3 separate regions of the Mus musculus genome follow, and all the other regions are linked to region 1. The links are chromatin contacts, called in public ChIA-PET maps. All regions are on one chromosome and are shown on one strand. Each heading gives the region's core, a stretch centred on a gene start, on an enhancer-like site or on the middle of the called end of the contact. The rest is flanking DNA. Distances are from core to core; before and after follow the strand shown.

Region 1 (5,158 bases), core at 1,469-3,968:
GCCACATGGTTCCAATTCTCCTAGATTGTTTCTTTCATTGCTGTGACAGAATGTAAGGGGAGGTTTATTCTGACTCGCAATTAGAGAGAAGAGCACAGGACATTTGGTGCCTCATGACAAGGAAGGCATGGTGGGAGGGTTTCTGTGACAGTGTGGCACCCACAAGGAAGCGCAGAGTTCAGGGCAGGAGCTGGGCAAGATTGCAGTCCTCCAGATGTGCAGCTAGATCTGTCAGCTAGGGTGCCTGTCCCAAAGCTTCTACAACATTTACAAATCAGGGCCACCAGCTGAGGGAGGACCAAGAGTTCAAACACATGAGTCTGTGGGAGACATTCACACTCAAACCATAACAACCTGTACACTGGGAAGGATGGCAGAGCAAAACCTACTTCACATTCCGAAGAGGCAAAGTCTCAAGGACTAAACAAAACCACTATTCTTCATCATCATCATCATCATCATCATCATCATTACAGTCTAGCATATTGTCTTTCAAAAAAGCATCATGAAGAGTCAATTATAGGTTGGTTCTCTACTTTAAATAAATGAAGTAGAAGCAGAGGTTCACAGTGGAGCAGCGGACATAGCATTAAGTTCAGAATTGGAAACTTGTCTCTGGGTTTGTGCCTGCTTCTACTGACCCCACACCTTCTGTTATTCAATCTGACTTGTCTGGGCTTCTGGCTGAAAGGAACAAGAATGCTTGTTTCCACTTTGAATTAATCTCTGAGATCCCTTAGAAATCTCTGAATCTGTATGGTTGAGACTTCAAGGGTTCTCGACTTGTGGGTTGTGACCCTGCTGGCAAGCCTCTATCTCCAAAAATATTTACATTACGATTCATAACAGTGGCAAAATTAGTTATGATGAAGCAACAAAATAATTGTATGGTTGGGGGTCACCACAGCCTGAGGAATTGTACTAAAGGTTCGCAGCATTAGGAAGGTTGAGAACCACTGTTCCAAGAGGTTATGTTGAGAAACTATTTCCCTTGACTTGTTTTAAAACATATGGATCCTGATTTGAAAAGTATATTATTAACTACTTTTAACTTGTACATTGCTCACTTATTAAAAACAACAAAATGTTTTATGAAACACTTTCTCCAACCATCACAGAAAGTTGCTTAAAATCTACAAGATTGAAACCCACCACCTAGTGGTGAGGAAAGGAATTTCACGCTAGAGATAGGGAACGGGATGGTTTCTCCCAGCTAGCGGTCATTTCCCTTTGATCTTCTCCCCACCTAACCCAGGGTAGTAATAACCACACAGAAACTCAACGAAGTCTGACCTAAGACTTTATTTGCCAGGGGTCTTGCTTTGAGACACGGTCTCATTATGTTGCCCAGGCTGGCCTGGCATTTGCAATCCTGCCTCTCAGCCCACCGAACTGTTGCTATTACCAGGTGTGCACCATCGTGGTCGGCTGATGGTGTAGTAGTCTAAAGCGATGAAACAGTGCGGGCTTTGAGAATTGTGGAAATCTAATTGGCTCTGAGATGGAAGGTGCCTACTACCCGTAATCTTACTCCTATCCAGGAGACCCACCAAGTCATTCTTAGGGGCAGTTACCCCCGTTCCCACGCCAGAGCGCCCTCCCTTCAAAGACCCAGACTTGATACACATCAGTGGAATCCTTGAGGTCAAGTGATGATTTTGTTTTACCTACAGAAATACTTACATTTAAATATTTAGAAGGAATGCACTCTCAAATTCTAAGGGTGAGGAAGAGGCCACCTAGCTTGTATTGGTAAGTAGCCATTTCCGTTTTTTTCATTTCCTATTTCCTCCTTGCTCTTTCTCCTCTCTTTCAAATAAATCAAGTAATTAATAGTGTGATGTTTAAACAAAACAAGGCTCCCTGTGCAAGGTGGTTTAATTATCCCAGAAGGCACCTGGAAATCCTTTCTCATCAAAATGTTCTGAGTCCTTTCCTGAACTACGGATCTGGGCGTATATTTCCCAACATATTCTTAAGCTGTTGTTTGAAAGTTTGAAATTCATTTTCTACTAGCACATTTTTTTTTCTCAGCTCTCTTAAGACTTTCAACTATGATCAGTCTTGCTAGTAAGAGATCCCCTAGGCTTTTTATTTGACTTAAAACCCTTTTCTTTTTTTTTTTTTTTTAAATTGGGGCTTATGAATACCGGCGAAGCATTTCGATAACTTAAAACTTAAAATTATCCACTTCACCTTTGCAAACCTCGGGGCTCAATGCCTCCAAGGGCATCCGGGCATTTATTCCTATTTCTGCTCTTGCACGGCGCCCCCGTGGGAGGAGCCGTTTCGACCGAGAAGTTGCGAGAAGCAATGGTGCGGAACTTGCAACAGTTGGTGCGGGCCGATAGGCAGGTAGGAAGTGATAGATGGGACTAGTTTAAAACCCAAAAGCCCCGGGGAGGGCCGGGGCCACCGTGGCCTGCCTGGAGAGCGAGGGCGGCGCGGGGACCGAGCGCCGGCGTAGAAAGACGCCGTTCCGGGCGGGGCGGGGGGACTGGACGTGGGACGCAGAGCTGGTGCGCGGGGACGCCGGGCGGGCGGGCGGGCGGGAGGAGGAGCGGGCCGCCACGGGGCCACGGGGAGGTGAGCGCAGCCTTGCCCCCGCGCCGCCCCCGGCGGGAGGCGCGACGCCCAGGCCACGGGTGCGTGCGCGGCCCCGGGCGACGCGGCTGGGCGTGCGCGGGGCCGCGGCGGAGGCAGGGCCGGGCGGGCGGCAGAAGATGGCGAGGGTGTGTAGGCGGCAGCAATGCTCCGTTGAGAGACGCGGCTTTCGGCAAGAACTGGACTCGTGGCGCCACAAGCTCATCCACTGTGTAGGTGAGGCCCTCCACCGGTGCCCCGGGCCGCCCGGCCGCCGGCCTCCCGTGCGTGGGAGGGAGCAGGGCAGAGTCCGCCGCGCTCCGGCCCCGCGCGCCCTCCCGGGCTCGGCCCCCTCCCCCACCCCCCGGAGCGCGAGCGCGCCGCCGCGGCGCCCCTCCCCTCGGCTCGCGGGGCGGGCTCGGACGCGCGGCCTCTCCCCCAGCGGGCGCATTGTGGACGCCGGGCCCGCCGCCGCCGCCGCCAGCGCGCCGGGACGCACGGGGTCGCCCCCACCTGCCCTCGCCCCGCGCCCCTCCCCCACGCCGGCGGCGCGCCCCCGTGCACGCGTGCACGCGCGGCGGCGCTCGGGCGTGTGCGAGGCGTGAGGTGGAGATGGGGGCGGAGGGAGCCGGAGCTGTCACAGGCCCCGCGTCCGCCTGAGCGAGCCAAGTGGGGTGTCATGGCCGCGGGGGGCAGCGGCTGCACTTCCTCTGCTGGCAGCGGCGGCTGCGGAGTTAGTCCTCGACGCACGGGTCGGTGTGTGCGGATTTGTGTTTGGCGTGCGCGCGCGGCGGGGAGGCCCGGGTGGGAAGCCGGGCGGGGGGGTCACCCTGGTCCCCTCCGCGGAGCCCCGGCGGCCGGCGACCGGCGCGCTTCCCCGGGCGGCGGGAGCGTGGACGGGAGTGGGGGGCGCCCGGGAGGGGCCGGGAGGCGAGCTGCACCTCTCACACTGTGTGTTTTGTCTGTTTTTCTCTCCCAAGGTCCCGTTTCCCTCTGTGCGGCGGCCGGCGGGACCATAAGGGCTTAACTCACATATTTAACCCCCCTCCAAAAAGTAAGTGGCTCTTGTGGTGTCTGCTCCACCCGCCGCCCCCTAGCCTCTGTCCATCCTTGTGTCTGACTCTAATGTCCTCAGCATTGTTATTTCCCCGTCTCTGCTTCGGTGCGGCTGATGTGTGGGGAAATGCCCTCTCGTCGTCCTCTGTCCCCCACGCCCAGTCCTCGGGGAGGCCCGGAATTCCAGCCCCCCGTGTGGATGGGGCGCGTTCTAGGGATTCAGGTCTTCCTCAGACGGACCTGGGAAATTCTGTCCGTCCACTTGGGCCCGGGGTCCCCTCTTTCCCGATGGGGTTTCGTTGGAAGGAATTATGCAAATCCTGCTTTCTGGTGTCCATTCAGCGGCAATTTCATGCGGTGAGAAGTTCTCTTTGTTGTGCGAGGGGGAGAACAGACACTGATTTAATAGACATATCTGCTGGGGGGGGGGGAGGGTGGAGGGGGTGTGGAGAGCCTCAGTTTGGAAGAATTACAGCACTTGGTTAGCTCAGTCTTTGTGTTGGAGCCTTCTGGCTTGACAGGAGGGTCTGCCCTTTTACAATGTCCCATAAGGGATGTTTTTTTGGTAATAGATGAAAAAGCAAAACTAAAACTTTAAAAAAAGTGGAAAATAAGGTAACCTGTACTTAGAGAAAATGAGCACTGCCATTTTTTGCAGTATTTCGTTATGAAAATGTGTATTGTGAATTTATTAAAGACTTAGACTGTAATACCAAATGTAATTAATTCGGTAAGATATTTGATACCACTTTGGTTGTCCAGAGGTTAAAAGTATATATTTTTAAATGTATACTTGGGTAAATAATGAAAATCTGAGCAATTTTGGGGGAGGAGGTGATTTACCTTTTTGAATACAGGTTAAAATTTCCCTCTTGCCAATCCAAGCCCTGCCCTGCCCTCCAGGAAGCAGCCGTTTCGGCTCTAGCTGTCTTTGCTCTCTTCTGCTTCTGCTTGTTTTGTTTTCCATGACCTGTCACACATTTGCTATAATGTGACATGGGCTTAAGCACTTAGGAATTACGTTATTTGTCATCGTCAAGTAAGTGTACAGGGCAGGTTTTGAGAAACATCTAATTGAGGCGTTTTCTGGATTCTTAGTTAATACAAAAGACTGAAACTAGAAGGGTTTTGTTTTTGTTTTGTTTTGTTTTGTTTTTTTGTAGTGTTTTACTCTTGGTGATTGATTGTGTCCTGGAGGGCATTTTAGTGCTTAAAATACTGTGGAATTGAGAAATGCAACCCTTCAAATTTCTTGTGTAGATACAGCTTTTGTTTAAATTATTTCAATGAGTATCCCTATGCTGTTTGCTTTAAAATCCTTGTGTTCTGTGACCTCCCCTTTCTTTTCATTAATTGTATTAGTGGTTGATAACTGCTTCTGGACAAAAATGTTTTGTTTTGTTTCCTAATAAAATTCTCCTGTAAACACCTCAATTGACTCTCAGAGTCAAATGGAGTCTTTGGAGAATGTTTTTGAGTTGGTGACTGATTTTTCTGAGCGAATGTTTGGAACTCTAGA
Region 2 (5,158 bases), core at 701-3,200, 370 kb after region 1:
GAGGAAAAGCCAGCATTTTCTCCTCTGGGAGTCACATTTTAAAAAAGTTTCAGTCACTCACCAAGAACTGACAGGTTTAGCAGGAGAGGCGCCCTCCAACTCTGCAGAGGGTCAAAAGAGCAGAAAAGTGTGCCCACTGCTTTCCCCCCTACACACACACACACACACACACACACACACACACCACAAACACAATGGCCGCAGGGAGATCAGGAGGTTGCTTATGACCATTTCTGAGAAAGCTGGAGCTATGGCCAAAGAGTGGCCTAGCAGAAGTAGTTCTGGAAAAGCAAAGCACAGAAACCGCAAATAACTCTTCCTACAAGGATGGCCATGTCGGCCGTGTCCTCGGGAGACTCCACGCGGTGGCAAAGGGACACTCCGGTCTGTGCTTGGCTCCAGAAAAAGACACTGGGGTGAGCGCTCCCAAGAATCCCACAACACTCCACTCTACCAACCTGACCTTGAGTTCAAGTTGGCAAGGTCGAATCAATTGCATGTCCCCATTTAAACTCATCTCTCCCCACCTTCAAGAATTCACCAACCAGGTCCCCAACCTTCATAATCACAAATTAAGCAGGGGAAAGCAAGCGTTGTCAACCCACCAACATAAATCTGCCAACTTATGTTCTTCACCCTAGAACCGCTCTGCTCTGCAATTGTAGCACCATATTCAGAAAGCTTCTGTACCCGAAAATAACGAGATCATATCTACTATTGGTTTTTCAAGTATTGTTAGAAGCCCTCCCGATTCCCGCCCCTGCGAGCCACATCTATAAACAATCCAAGCACACGATAAGGGCTAAGTCAGGTCCAAGTGGATTAAGTAGCTGCCACAGTTCAACCGGTAGATCCCAGGTCCTCGGCTGCTGGTGCTACTCAGTAGAGTCCGTTTTCTCTAACAGCCTCTCGCGGCCGGTAACTTTGAGGCTGTAGCCCGAGGGATGGACGACAGCTCCTGCTCCGCACAGTCCCGGGCAAGACACTGTTGGATCAGCGTAGCGGCGTCCTCTTCCTCCTCCAGGGATCCCCTGTCAGAGCCAGGCGCCCGAGGGCTGCAGAGTGACTGAGTCCGGTCCGCTTCGGCCACCCCCGGACCCCGGAGCGCTCGCGGGGCTCGTGGCCGCAACCGCGGCGACCGCTCGCTGGAGTCTGCGCACCGCCTCCTTGATGAGGTTTCCGGAGAGCACGAGCTGCTGCAGGAGCCGGTGCGGGTCGTCGTCGGCCGCGCGCGCTCCGCCTGCTGTCCACCGCCGCTGCTGGATTCGGTGAGAAGCCACGGAGCCGGGGAGCCACCCTCGCCGCCCCGGCCCGGGAAGCGCGCTGGCACCCGGGGCGATCTCCGCAACGCAGTAGGGCGCCGATCGGCCCCGCACACGCCCGCGCTCCCCCAGCACGCAGCGCACGGCCCCCGGAGGCGCAGGGTCCCCGGTCTCTGCTGACCCCGTCGGCCGCAGCAGCCGCCTCGCTGGGGTCCCGGTCTTGTCCGCCGACAGCGCCGCCAGGACCCGCGGAGGCGCGGGTGGGGGACCCGGGGCGGCACACGGCGAGGCCGGGCGATCGTGCGCCGTGTCCAGCTGCAGCGTCTCGCCGATCTGGACGATGAGCCGATCCACGTCGGTCGAGCCGCCCAGAGTCACCGACTGCTGCAGCAGGAGGAAGCTGTCGTCGTCCTCCTCCCCCTCTGCCTCGTCGCCGGCTTCCTCCTCCTCCTCTCTCCGGCAAGGCATGGCCCCCCGCCCGGGCCCCCGCGGCTGTGCGGGCGTCGCTGGCAGCTCGGTTGGCCGCGGGCTCGGCGAGCCGCGGCTGGGGCGGGAGCGCGGCGGAGGCCCAAGCCGGGCCAGGAGGGGGCCGAGCCTGGGGATGCGGAAGCCGGGACCACCGGGCAGAGGTACCGCGCGCCTTAGAGCCGCGGGAGCCGGAACGCTGCCGGCTTGGGTTGATTTGTAAACAATGGGTGACGTCGCGCGGCTCCTACCACCGCGCGCGACCGTGGGGGGAGACGTTCGCTAGAAGACTTAGGGGCGCGGGACGGCGCAAACCGTGCGAGACCACTGCCCACACTGTCTGCCCAGAGATAGTTTATATGGTTGCGAGCGATTCCGGGGACGGGGCACCGACTTCGCCGAGCCCAGGTCCTAGGACCTCTCGGTCCTAGGAGGCACCCTCGGCGACTGCCAATTGGCTGCTCCCACTCGCGGACACACCCCCAGCACACCCAGCCCCTCCTCTGCCGCGCCCGCTCCAGCCCCACGTGTGGGTAACGCCTGCGCTGGCCCGGGGAGGGGCGACCCCGACGGTTGGGAAGCCGACCCTGTGGTCAGAGCTTCTCAGACTTGCTCCGGTTTCTCAGAGCTACATCGAATTGACTTTTTTTGTAGTTCAAACGAAAATGTTCTCGTAACCATAGGATTCAAACGAGATTAACAGGCTTCCCCCCCCCCCCTTCATCCTCCTCTTTGTACATTATACAGCCACACACAAAAGCATTGCAGTCGCATTAAATTATAAACGCTTTTTCCGGTGACTGCACGCGCTTTGAAAACACTGTACCGATTACGTAAGTTTCCATTAAGTACTTGTAATTGTTTAAATTCCTTCAACGGTTGCTGTTTCTCTGAGTTCGCCGTTGTAGTAAGTGTGTGACTAATGCTCTTTCCCATAAAACTTTTCCAAATTTATGATTCATTTTTCAGAGTACATTCCTAAGAGTGGAGTTTTAGGTCAAAGGATAAGAGTTTTTTTTAGTTTGGCCCTTTTATTTTTTGTAATATGTATGGAAAACCTAGAACTGGGTGAATACACTCTTATTAATATGTGATATACGTCATTCATTGAAACGACTAGAATTTAGTCATTGAAAACCTTATTGTGTATATGAGTCATGTTACAGGTGAAATTGACATTTTTCAGTTTGCCTGTTATATATATATATATATTTTTTTTTTGGTTTGGTTTGGTTTTGGTTATGGTTATTTATCTATTTATTTTGGTTTTTCGAGACAGGGTTTCTTTGTGTATCCCTGACTGTCCCGAAACTCACTCCGTAGACCAGGCTGGCCTCGAACTCAGAAATCCACCTGCTTCTGCCTCCCAAGTGCTGGGATTAAAAGCATGCGTCACCACTGCCTGGTTGGTTTTTTTTTTTTTTTTTAGACTGGGTTTCTCTGAGTAGCCCTGCTGTCCTGGAACTCACCCTGTAGACCAGGCTGGCCTCAAACTCAAAGATCTGCCTGCCTCTGCCTCCCAAGTGCTGGGAGCATCCTGGCTAGCTTCCTTTGAGACTTCTTTTTTTTTTTTTTTTTTTTTTCTTTTTTCGAGACAGGGTTTCTCGGTATAGCCCTGATAGCCCGGGCTGTCTTGAAACTTACTCTGTGGACCAGGCTGGCCTCGAACTCAGAAATCCACCTGCCTCTACCTCCCAAGTGTTGGTATCAAAGGCGTGTGCCACCACGCCATTCTAACAATGGTAGATCTAGTCTCCCTACCTTGTTGCTGTTATTTGGAGGGTTTTGTTTCTTTCTCAAATCCATCCGTAATTTTTTTTCTTTTTGTTTTTTTTCGATTGGTCTTTGATTCAGGGAGATGAGATGAAATTAATTTTCTCCCCTCCCTTCCCCCTCGGCTTGCCAACCAGGGCAATATTTCCTGGTTGAAACAGAGGAGTGTGGTCGTTACACAGAGGCTGTGTCCTGAGTTTCCAGATGCTGGGAACTGGTGGGTATGAAGGATGGGTGGGGCTGGAAATATTCTGATCTGTCTTATGGGAACCAAAAGAGCTCTAAACAGGTTGTACAAAGACCTAGATTCAAGTCTCATCCCTACTACAAACTGGGTGTGGGACTCCTGGCCAATCAGTTTACAGGTGTTTTCACTTGTAAAATGGAAAAAAAAAAAAAAAATCCCTGCCCTGCCTCCTTTGGAGATTGTTTTCAGGATCAAACGAGGTGATGGGAGCAGGCTTTGTCAGGCATTACACAAATGTACTGTGGGATTAGGCCCAGTGCTTTACTGACTCTGGGCTCTCTTCCAGCAATTTCCCTGGGGAAAGAGCTAATATCTTAATAATAAATGTTATCCCCTGAGCCCACTAAGTAATGCAGACCCTGAAGGCAATCCCACTAGGGCCGGAATGGCCCTTAGAATCCTAGACTTTGTGCTATCTGTCGACTCTGCCCTGGAATGGGTTAGGGACTTCCTGAAAGCACTCTCCCAAATTTCAAGGTGTGTCATAACTACAGCAGTTCGGCAGGTTTGGCTGAGAGCACCTTCCCATCAGGCAGCTCCCTCCTCCATCTCCATCTCCATCTCCCATCTCTTCACACTCTTTTACTGTTGAAAACCGGAAGCTGTTCTCCCCAGAGATAAAGTCTCATTTTCATTCTGATGGTACTTACTGGAGAATTTCAAGGAGAATGAAAATTACGAGAGGGCTTATGGATTTCAGCAGAGTTAAGATGGCAATTCCACACCCCCCTTCTCTGCTCTGTAAGATGATGCCTGGCTGTAAGTAGAGAAAAGCAGTTTTATGCTCCATTGGCTTTAAACATTAATGGGTCTGGCAAAGCTATTGTTTCTAACCCAGCATCCCTGGAAGTTGTTTTGTCTTCCTGTCAGAGTAATTCCAACAGTGTTCTTACTACTGTAGGGAATGGAGCCGTGAGAAGGCGTTTAAAAAAAGAAGAAAGAGAGGGGAGAAAAAAGCCTTCCCTTTGTAACGTTGCTTTTGTGTGGAGATTGCTATGTAAATATGCCGAGGTGCAGATGTGTTAGACGTTCATTACAGAGCTGAATGCCTTTCAGTAGGAGCCCTGCTCCATTTTCTCGGCCACTTCTCTGGAGAGCCTGGAAAGAGATGCCTGTGCTGGGCCAGTGGGAGGTGGAGAGGAGTATCCTGGGTTAGGAAGCAAAACACAAAATGTGAGAGAGGCCCAGATGCAATTAACAGTAACGAGAAGGTATCCAAAGAGGAAGTAATGCAAGCGGACCGTGGCTGGCACCCTGGCTACCGGCCTGGAAAGGAGACATTGCAAGCATTCAGAGTCCTGCAGTAACCTAGGACTCCGGGGCTTCAGCATTCCTTCAGGCCACAGAGACACCACCCGGGCCTCATTTTAACATACCTGCCTCCAGAGACACCAGCTAGGGTAATGGGGAA
Region 3 (5,158 bases), core at 1,634-4,133, 290 kb after region 1:
GCCCAAGAGCTACTTCCACTCAATATGGAATAACTCAGAGCAAGTCAGCAACTTAGACAACCTGCACTCCTCAAGGAGTGGGGCCACCTACCCTGGGGCTCAAAGCTGTTGTTTTAGTTGTGGTTGTTTTGGTTTTTGAGACAAGATCTCTCTAAACAGCCCTAGCCTCCCTGGAACTCCATATGTATAGAGCAGGCTGGCCTTGAACTCACATAGATCCACTGCCTCTGCTTCCCAAGTGCTAAGATTAAAGATGTTATGCTACCATGCCCAGCCTCGGCCTTGTTTTGTTTTGAAAGAATCTTGTTTATGTCTAGGCTGGCCTCAACTCGTCCCTAGTATTCTGCCTCCCACGTACTAGGATTAGAGATGTGTGCTACCTCATCTAAGTAAATTTCCATCAGCCAAAGCCTCACTCATCCTGAACCCACCCACATCCCCTCCCTCCATTAGAAAACCCAGGACGAGCCCTTTGTAGAGTATCAAGTTCCTTAGGACAGGAAGCTACCTCTCTTCAAAGCAACGTGAGCCAAGAGACCAGTCAGAACCCACAGATATGAAACAGAAAAAATTTAATTCAGAATATTACATGAATATAAAAGACAATATATATGATTGTTTCTTTACAATTACATATATATATGCAAAATAATAAAAAATAACAAATAGGTACAACCTTCTCCTAAGAAACCTTTTGGGGGTCGAGTGAGCAAGCAAATGAGCGAGCGAGCACACAGAGCGTGCACAGGCACGCCTTGCTGAAAGGCCTTGGGTGAGAGCACTCCTTCTCTATAGCCTCTGGACCAAGCATGTCAGGGGCATGCTCAAAAGCTCTTCAGCATGGGCTGTGGCCTCAGGAACTCCAGTTTCCATGGTGACAAAGCACTCAGGTTATTATTTATCCTCCATCTCCTCACTGCCCTACCTCCACACAGCTTTCAGCACTGGCTGCCTAGTAAAGCCAGCTTTTTGACAGGGAGTCTGACATCAGGCTACCAGGACTAAGGTCACTCAAAACCTTCATCTTAGGAAGCCAGATTCTCTGCAAACTCTGGGACAGTCCTGCTGGTTTAGATCTGGACCCTCACTTCAGTCTGAAGACTTTAGAGTGTAGGAGAGCAGGGATGATGCTGTCTCCAGAGGAAAGGATGTCACAGAAAAGAGACCTCAGCACACAACCTGCCAGTCAGCATCCTGTGCTGCCTCATCCCCCAGGGTGTTTCCTCATCACTCCTGACTGACTCTGGGAGGACCTTCAGAGTATAGCACATGCTGTGTGGAGGGACCACTGTGGGTTCCCTCAGGCCCCATCAGCTGTGCTTCTAGAATGTTCCAGCACTTGGTTCTAACCAATACTGTCTCCCACCTGTGCCCTACACAGTGCATGTGACATGGGGAATGGGGGGACAGGGCGGGGGCGGGTTCAAACCTGATCACTGGTCTCAGTGAGAAAATCCACTTCTGTGGAACGTCAGAGAAAGGGCCCACAGCCTCTATTCATTTACCTAGTGCAGATACAGATCAGATAGGATCTGTCTCTTCATAGTTGGCAACAATAACCACCAGATGACACTTTGACACAACATCAAAGCCTATGACGATTAACCCAGAAAGAAAAGAAAGGTTCTGTCACAAAGACTACGCCAACATGGAAAATAAATATAATAAAAACCCTTAAGACACAGGTCAGCTAGGCAGTGACTACACTCACGCCTTTAATCCCAGCCCTGGGGAGGCAGAGGCAGGAAAACTCTGAGTTCGAGGCCAGCCTGGTCTACAGAGTGAGTTCCAGGACAGCCAGGACCACAGAGAAACCCTGTCTCAAACAAACATTAGTTAAAAACATTAGTTAAATACTGGCTCAAAACAGCAACTGTACGCCTTGTCAGAAGGACGGCAGCAACCTTCTGTGACGACGATGGAGCTTCTGTCTGCGTTTCCAAGAAGATACCACAGGTTACAAAGCCACATGTTACAAGACTCAAAAGGTTATGCTTTTCCTCAAGTCTATTCTGCACTGGATCACAGCTTCTACAAGAAAAAATGACCTAAAATACCCTTACAGCAAGTAATGACTATCCAATAAATAAATGAAATCCACATTCCCAAATGCACGTGGTAACTCACTGCCCAAGAGGCCAGCCACAGAGAGCAAGCGCATGGGGCACCTCTCTCTCACCCAGACCATCCCTGGGCATCGCTTCCCTCTACCCACACTAGGCTCCTCAGTCCCGCGCTCTCTCTTTCTTGCTCACAGAGTGTGTAACTCCTGGCTGCATCAAGGCACTGCTTGGCTTGCATCCCTGCATAGTGCTACATTCCAGCATGGTGGGGTACACTGAAAGCAGGCTCCATGCTGAGGAGAACATCTCTGATTTGCTAACACAAAGGAGGTTTCTGTTTGACCTCACTATATACCTGGCATAAGAAATATATTTCAAAAAGAAAAGAACCTTTTTCTTAGTAACAACATCACCAGAAAGAGTCAGAAACCTAGACAAATGAATTTGCTAATAAAGATCCTTAAGGATGACCTAAAACTGCTTTAGAGAATGGAACTTAAAATCCACTATAGATCACACACCTCCATGCTCCCAAACTATCCAGCTAGAAGGGAAAACATCACATTTCCTTCAGCACTGCTGTTACAGCAATGAAACAGTGTAGGATGGAAGAGAGGGCCGACAGATAGACAACATCAGCCTTCATCTCAACAATAACACAAGTTCAACTGTCTATCATCAGTGTGGAACCGTATTTTGCTGGGTATCTGGTTCCCCACAGTAGGGTGAGCATGGTTTCACAGTTAGTTCCACAGAGCCAGGCCCATACCTCAGCATCCGCAACTGCCACCTGCGGCTCAGGAGACAGTGGCTCTCCACGCTCCACCACTTCCTGTACCCATCCAGACAAGGAGATGGGCAGGAAGCAACTGTTCTAGACTACGGGGACACATAACAACTGCTCCCTCTGGGGACCCTGCAGAGACTGCCACTCGTGCCTTTCCTGATGCCAACCTGCTCTCAGGAGACAGGTGAGCAGCACATTTGATCCCTAGGAATGAGTGACAGCATCCTACCCAAGCCAACCAGCCCCTCGGCCTGCTTCTGTTTTCACCACATGCACACTGCAGCAAGCTCCTCTAAGTAGCAGATCATGACATTTCCAAAGTGACAGTAACCAGGCACAGAGTGTATCAGTGGCACCAGCCATGTTCTAGGTGAGAGGATGATAATGAAAGAAGCAAGGTAACAACCACACAGCCATCTCACATCACAAAGGTAACAACCACACAGCCATCTCACATCACCAAGGTAACAACCACACAGCCATCTCACATCACCAAGGTAACAAACACACAGCCATCTCACATCACCAAGGTAACAACCACACAGCCATCTCACATCACCAAGGTAACAACCACACAGCCATCTCACATCACCAAGGTAACAACCACACAGCCATCTCACATCATAAGGGGAAGACAGGGGTATGGGGTGCAGCTTAATAACTGAGATGTGTTAAATACACTGTACTGACCTCTTTCTCATTGCCAGGTCAAGTCCTCTATATTAGACACAAGAAATAATAGATTGTCTAGGAAAGCTGTAAGTTCTTTGAACACAAAGATAAAGAGATTACTCAAGCTTAAAATAAAAAGGGGTCAAAAGCATTTAACTTGTAATTCGCTTAATTATCAAAATAATGGCTTCTAAAACAAGCAGTTACTGACACAGAGGAAAGCCTCAAATACCAGTTGGAAATAATAATACTCCACTAAGACCTACAGTACTTTTAAAAATATTACTAACAATTAACACAAAATATCCTGTTTGAAGAAACCAACCGACCTAAGCACACTGAGTAGGTGTGGCTGGCCCTGCCTACCTGCTGCACTGTGTAAGCTGGGGCAGGCACTAGTGGCTTCTGACATTAAAAACAAACACGGAGCACAGCACTTCCACAGACGCACAGCTTCAGAGACATCCAGTGAGGGGGTTAGAGGTATCAGTCGGGTCAGGGTATGAGTTGGCTTTCACAAGTCAAAATGCAGCAAGCAGCTGCAGGTCCAAGCTTCACTGAGAAGAGAAATAACACTTGTCCCACTGAAGAGAAACTTCACTGTAGAGGACAGAAGTAATAAAGAGAGCCTTCAAAAGAATCCTAGGTTAAAAGAGAAACAAGACAATTAGACATGCTTTAAAACTTTCTTTTTTTTAATACCCACCAAAAGCCACAAAATCTACACTTAGTGTTCTCTCCAAATTTACGATGAAATAATTTGAGAGTGTGACTCTACCAAGTAAACATTGTCTGCGCCGCTTGTCTAACCCAGTTTGTTATGTCTTCTTACTGACTGTAACAGTCACCACTTAGTAGGGCGTGTGTGGTGATGGCTATTGCCCCAGGCCCTTGTGTCCATTTTCTCATTTGTCCTCACAGCTTCCCACCGCAGGGGTAGTACGCTGTCGTTTCACAGATGTGGAATCTGCAGCCCACAGAAACTCACCTGCCCCATCAGCTACTGCACACACACACACACACACACACACACACACACACACACTACAATAGAGAACTGACCCACGTCTAATGAGTACGGAGGTCCTGCTATTAGCAGCACTACCCTTTACTAAAACCAAAAACAGCAAGCTGCTGACACTACTGAGACAAGAGAAAGCAAAAGGGTTGTAGGTGGGTGATGTGCAAGGGTGTGTGTTGGCGGATGGGTGGGTGTGCAAAGCTGTGTGTTGGCGGCACTAGGAACTGAACCCAGGGCACTGCATGTGGTAGGCAAGCACTGCACCACTGATGTGATTGTCCCCTAGATTGTTTCTGTTGACACGAGTTCAACAGAAACTTATTCTGGCTGGCTGGGTTAGCCAGACAAGGCTTCAGAGAGGAGAGGTTCACCTAGACTTTAAAGAATTAGGAAAGCTGGGCGTGGTGGTGCACGCCTTTAATCCCAGCACTCAGGAGGCAGAGGCAGGTGGATTTCTGAGTTCGAGGCCAACCTGGTCTACAGAGTGAGTTCCAGGACAGCCAGAGCTACACAGAGAAACCCTGTCTCAAAAAACAAAAAACAAAAAAACAAACAAACAAACAAAAAAAAAAACAAAAAAGAAAGAAAAAAGAATTAGGAAGATTTGATTGCTGA

The links. ChIA-PET counts read pairs in DNA pulled down with a chosen protein or histone mark.
Region 2: an RNA polymerase II ChIA-PET map of memory CD8 T cells shows a contact between it and region 1, with 30 read pairs. The contact joins the promoter of Frat2 here to the promoter of Lcor in region 1. A contact is called at or near these places in 1 of 39 promoter capture datasets (pre-B cells), 3 of 484 Hi-C or Micro-C datasets (the AML12 cell line and embryonic stem cells) and 2 of 115 datasets of contacts at active chromatin or transcription factors (memory CD8 T cells and pancreatic cancer cells).
Region 3: a contact with region 1 is called in an RNA polymerase II ChIA-PET map of effector CD8 T cells, with 9 read pairs. The contact joins the enhancer-like site here to the promoter of Lcor in region 1. A contact is called at or near these places in 3 of 39 promoter capture datasets (cranial neural crest, hippocampal neurons and pre-B cells), 17 of 484 Hi-C or Micro-C datasets (the C10 cell line, the HL-1 cell line, the N1E-115 cell line and 11 more), 7 of 115 datasets of contacts at active chromatin or transcription factors (effector CD8 T cells, embryonic stem cells, epiblast stem cells and 3 more) and 1 of 9 other capture datasets (embryonic stem cells).

What each region holds. Positions count from the first base shown.
Region 1 is chr19:41,479,964-41,485,121 of GRCm38.p6, forward strand. Lcor (ligand dependent nuclear receptor corepressor) reads left to right here and starts at 2,719. Exons shown (of 8, transcript NM_001370767.1): 1 at 2,719-2,820; 2 at 3,564-3,637.
Region 2 is chr19:41,846,182-41,851,339 of GRCm38.p6, forward strand. Frat2 (frequently rearranged in advanced T cell lymphomas 2) reads right to left here and starts at 1,951. Exons shown (of 1, transcript NM_177603.3): 1 at 1-1,951. The coding sequence starts at 1,730. The coding sequence ends at 1,035.
Region 3 is chr19:41,766,033-41,771,190 of GRCm38.p6, forward strand. It overlaps Arhgap19 (Rho GTPase activating protein 19), which reads right to left. Exons shown (of 12, transcript NM_027667.3): 12 at 556-4,164. The coding sequence ends at 4,154. Among named protein-coding and RNA genes, the nearest start is that of Gm19424, 22 kb to the left of the region's middle. Within about 2 kb of position 2,884, at least 22 of the 459 cell types and tissues checked have an H3K27ac peak or open chromatin away from gene starts, as enhancers often do. A contact at or near this core is called in effector CD8 T cells, where this site is marked.